2 separate regions of the Gossypium arboreum genome follow, and region 2 is linked to region 1. The links are chromatin contacts, called in public Hi-C maps. All regions are on one chromosome and are shown on one strand. Each heading gives the region's core, a stretch centred on a gene start, on an enhancer-like site or on the middle of the called end of the contact. The rest is flanking DNA. Distances are from core to core; before and after follow the strand shown. Region 1 holds the start of LOC108464555 (probable polyol transporter 6). Region 2 holds the start of LOC108485431.

The links. Hi-C and Micro-C count contacts between places; a contact is called where the count stands out from the background.
Region 2: a contact with region 1 is called in a Hi-C map of leaf, with 3 times the contacts expected there. The contact joins the promoter of LOC108485431 here to the promoter of LOC108464555 in region 1. A contact is called at or near these places in 2 of 5 Hi-C or Micro-C datasets (both in leaf).

Annotation. Positions count from the first base shown.
Region 1 is chr6:128,079,162-128,081,861 of ASM2569848v2, forward strand. LOC108464555 (probable polyol transporter 6) reads left to right here and starts at 1,333. Exons shown (of 2, transcript XM_017764944.2): 1 at 1,333-1,844; 2 at 2,019-2,700. The coding sequence starts at 1,703.
Region 2 is chr6:128,453,220-128,455,919 of ASM2569848v2, forward strand. It overlaps LOC108485431, which reads left to right and starts at 1,303. Exons shown (of 1, transcript XM_017789269.2): 1 at 1,303-2,698. The coding sequence starts at 1,830. The coding sequence ends at 2,447.

The DNA.
Region 1 (2,700 bases), core at 83-2,582:
AAGTGCTGGAAGTTATGTGGTTTTGCCCACAAATTGAAAATGATATTGAAATATCTTTGGATTTCATGGAGCTATTAAAAGTTTACAATACTATACACCCATTCTGCCCGTGGTTTATAAAAACTATTTGGATACACCAATTTGTTTAAAAATAAAATAAATAATACAAAGACATCTACTGATATTGTAAAGTTTTTAAATAAATTTAAATTAATTCATATTAATTTAATTAATTAATAAATAACCTTAGCGAAAATGTTTGGCATACGGAACTGGAAGTGTCTTTTGTTTCTAAACATTTAATGGCAAGGAAAAAAAAGCTTAATACTAGAGTAGAGACTCATGGTTTCCACCTTCATAACCACATAATCAACTTAACTTTTCAAATTATGCTTTTTTTTTTTTTAGATTAAGTTTTTAAGATAACTAAATTATTAATAAATTTACGTTTTGATTACTTAATTTTAAAAAGTTGTAAAATGATCATTAAATTATTTGAAAGTTTTTATTTAAATCACTGGATTATTAAAATAATTGCTATATGGTATTCTCTATTAGCACCGCCTACACCAATCGAAACTCTCCTTCTCCTTCTCTTCTAAGTTCAATTTTTTTTCATGAAATGATTTGAACATTACAAATATGCAAACTAAAATCTAAACAATTTTCTTCTCTAAACTTTGATACAGACCATCAGATCAACTTAGATCTAAGGTATGCTCTTTTACTCGTTGATGGGCATTGATCCACTATATCGATTGTCAAATCACCGCTTGAAGCTCACTAACCAGGCTTTTCTAAGAAAAAAAGTTAACAGCCCAGTGACTTAAATAAAAACTTTCAAATAATTTAGTGATCATTTTGTAACTTTTTGAAGTTAAATGACTAAAACGTAAAGTTACTAATAGTTTTGTGAACTTTTTATAAAGTTATAAAAATATGAGAGCAGAATTGGCCCAAGCCAAGCCAAGCCAAGCCAAGGTGTGATTTCTGATTGAGTAAACTATTACTTGTCTTGTATGGAATATGGATAATCAATTTTCTGGTAATATTGTCCCACAATTTCATGTTTTATTTGAAGATGCTAATTAGCTCGTGGTGGTTTCCTTTTCTAGTATAAAAGCAGAGTTATTATGCGATACTGCTCATCCATTCATCAGTGGGTGACCTTTTACTATCCTTGATAAGATTTTGTTCTGTGGGGACTTGGGATATGAGTAGCTCTTTAATTGCCTATAAGAAAAAGATATCCGTAAGTGTAACATAATTGAATTGAAAATACCATTTAGGTAAAAAATAAAATTTCAAAGTTTGGAAAAGAATAAATTTATAATTTATGCATATTTGAATGGAAACCTGCAATTACCCATTGTAAGTAATAGTTTTTTTGTAGGACAAAGAAAGGCGAAATGGCAGGTGACGAAGCATGATATTTTAATATGATATCTCCAGCCCACTACTGCGAACCTGTTCATTCCTAGCCCTACATATGCCAGTTCAGCTCCATTTGCAATTTTTCTGATTTGTCACGCAGTTTGAGTTCCATTGGGGGATCCAAACAGACTCCATTAACTCTACTTCCAACCGACTCCTCGTTTTATCCATCCAAAACCAACCTCCTCGTTTTGGCCCCCACACTTCCCACGCCTATTTTTCTCTTTCACAAGTGCTTTAAGGTTAGAAAAAGCGCAGAGTAGCTCAAATGGACGCCAATGAGATGGAATCCCAACAACAGAAGGCGGCTGGTGAAGATGATTTTCGCCATACAAGCACCGCTGGTCTGAACAAGTTCACTCTTTTATGTGCTCTTTTGGCCTCCACAAACTCGATTCTCTTAGGCTATGGTGAGTCTCGCTTTCAATTTGTCTCTCTTCCAACTACTACGATTTTTTTAACCCTAAAATTGTCAATATCCCACGATTTATTAATGCCCGTATCTTGTATTGGCTTCTTTTTTGGCCAAATCAGTGGGCTTCTTTTTTAGGGCGAACTGCTCTGTTTATTTATTTCTTGTGCAGATATTGGTGTAATGAGTGGAGCAGTGCTGTTTATCAAAGAAAACCTCAAAATCACATCTGTTCAAGTAGAAATCTTGGTGGGTAGCTTGAATGTACTTTCACTTGTAGGCTCACTTGCATCTGGCAAAACATCAGATTACATAGGCAGACGTTACACAATTGTTCTAGCGGCAGCCACATTCCTTGTGGGTGCACTTTTAATGGGGTTTGCACCTTCTTTTCCGTTGCTCCTAGCAGGCCGCATAGTTGCTGGCATTGGCGTTGGCTATTCCCTTATGATTGCACCTCTCTACACAGCTGAGATCTCTCCCGCTATGAAACGTGGGTTCCTCACTTCCCTCCCTGAGGTATTCATTGTGTCTGGCATCCTGCTAGGCTACATCGTTAACTTTTCCTTATCAGGTTTGCCCCAAAACATAAATTGGAGACTGATGCTTGGCCTCGCAGCAGTACCCGCAATTGCCATTGGAATTGGTGTTACAGCAATGCCAGAATCACCTCGTTGGCTGGTGATGAAAGGTAGAACCGATGAAGCAAAAAGGGTATTGATCAAAGTCTCGGATACTGTTCAAGAAGCTGAATTTAGACTCAGTGAAATAATGAAAGCCGCTGCCATGGATTTAGGCGAAGCAACCTCATCAAACCACAGCGATTGGCGCGGTCAGGGGGTATGGAAGGAGCT
Region 2 (2,700 bases), core at 53-2,552, 370 kb after region 1:
AGACTTTTACACGCTACGTTCTATATTTCTATTTATTTTTTTATTCGCTTTCTTAATATTTGATTTACTATTTTATTTTAATTATTTTATCTGGCTTGGATTTAATTTCATTTCAGGCTGTGTCAAAATCTAAGTTTTTTTTTGAACGTTTAGAGGCCTAAATTAAATCCGGAACTTTGACAAATTTTATGATCCGTTTTTGCATTCATCATTCTCATCCTTTATCACCTCCATTAAGCATAGCATCAACAGTTTCTTTACGCCGAAAGTAACCAATTTCAAGAATGCAATCAAATACCACAACTTTCATACCCAAATATTTGGATTGTAATAAAGTTAACATCTTGGGAGTTTCTTCTTTACATAGGATTTCATCAGCAAAGGGAGATTTAATATATGTAATTAACTCACATAAAACTTTTAAGCTATGAGCTGATTTCATCTCCAGAGGAGCTTCAATTATTCACTTCACCTTCTAAGACATCTTTATTGACTCGAATCAAAGCGGTTACACCAAACGCAGCCTTTTCCCTAATATGTTTTGAACAATTCGGGTCGCAAAGCATCGTTTGCAAAACCAAAAAGCTTTTGATTGCAGGAAAGCGGTGGTGGGGGGAGGGGGAATTTTTTTTTTTAATTTCTTCTAAATTTTTATAAAATAAAATAGAATACTAAAAATAACAGTTGGCTGGTGACGTGTCAAGTTTTGGCAGATTTTTTTTTTGTCTAACGGCGTTAGGTGAGGGGGAAATGAGTAACAGCAACGTTGTTTGAATAAGCACGTAGGTATAGTTTAGAGGTAATTTTTGAAGAAGCGTTTATTTTATTTTATTTTATTTTATTTTGATGAAAGAAGAAGCGTTTATTTTATTGGTGCAAGATATTAAAAATGGTGCTAGTCCAACTGGCTCCGTGATTCACGGGTTTGTTTATATTATGAATTTATGCTGGTTCATTTATTTAAAGAAAAATCGTATATTTTTATTTTAAGTATCTACTCAATGTCCTAAATTTTACAGTCAATCCATTTGACTCAAGTACGAAAATTAGTTAAATGTAAGCAACTTAGTTAAACTTTAAAGTGAAGAGGTAAACTTTTTAAATAGCGAAAATTTTGACAATAATTAAATTAAGCTACATTTTAGAACACCATAAACTAGTAATTTTAATATTTAACTTTTCCCTTTTTGCTTTAGAATTAAATATTGAAATGCTTATTTGCTCCCAGACCTATAGTATAAGTGTCCTTTAGATGATTAAATTAAACCAATTTTCAACCTAGTAATAAACATCATCGATTTAAGTGATTAAAAGTGAGAGACCAATATTTGATTGGAAAATTATGATAAAATCTAGAATTGGTATATATGAAGAAACCGGCGGCCCAATTCAACTACCAGCGCAGGAAGGGCCGCTGTCCTTTCCTCCTCTAAAAGCGGCTACACACCACACCAACTCCACCACCAAAAGTAAAAGCCACGAAATACTATCTTTATTTATAATATTAATGAGCAAGAAACCATCACCAAATCTTCCATAAATTAAAAGCTTTGACATATGTTTGATGAACACTAGTGCTAGTGGGGACTCTTTTGGTGACCAAAGAACAAAACCCAATGCAACAACAATAATAAGGAGCTTATGTGAAACGACGACAAACATAAGAACAACCCCCAAAGTGAGAAAAACAGTACCCTTTCTCTAATTTCCGTTGTTTCAATCCAAGTTTTTCAAAACACCCTTTAATGGCTCCTCCTCTATTATTTGTATTCATCACCGTCACCAAATAAGTGATTTCCCCTTTTGACTCTCTTTGTAATCCGTAACCAATGCTGCTTCGAAATTCCATTTCCAATACCAAAAGGTTCTTTCAGAAAACCTTACGAAGTTTCAAGTCTCTCTTCTCTGGTACTGATGCTGAACCTTACCAAAGGCTACCCAAAGCCTCTCCGTACAATCCCTATTCATTCACCGCTGCAGGCGTTGCCGTGAATCCCAACGACAATGGCAACCCAAAGGAAAGAAATGACAACAGGAAAAAGATAAAATTTTCAACTCATAATATAGAAGCGCAAAGACAAGGAAACAATAAGGGAAATATGAAGCAGTCTACGACACAAGGAAGAGATGACCATCAGGACATTAAGCAGCATAAAACGAGGAGTGCCAAGGTGGGGAACAGACGAGAGGATTGTAATTCAGGCGAGAGAAGAAGAGAAGAAAGGAATTTATCAGTGCCACAAAAGCTGAAAGAGCTAGAGATGATGGATATGAGCAATATGGAACATGTTCTTGACATTGAAGAGGTTCTTCAATACTATTCTCGACTCACTTGTCCTACCTATCTTGATATTGTCGACAAGTTTCTCATGGAAATGTATGCAGAAATTTTGGGACCCCCAGATTCTCCAAGAAGAGTCAACTCAAGCCAAAATATCGATCAGTGAGATCCTGATTCATCCCTTCTCTCCCATGTTTTGCGTGAGAGGATTTTTGGACAGGTCCAGACTTGAAATTGTCATAATTATTTCTGTAAATCTCTGCGTTTTTACTTTTGTTTTTTTTTTCTGATACAACCCTTCTCTCCCACTTTTTCTTTAATTTCCCCAATTGATGCCACTTAAGACATGGTTGTGAGACAGGATACGAAATTTAACTTTGAGAAATGATAAATTTTTTTTTTCTCAAATAAACATAATT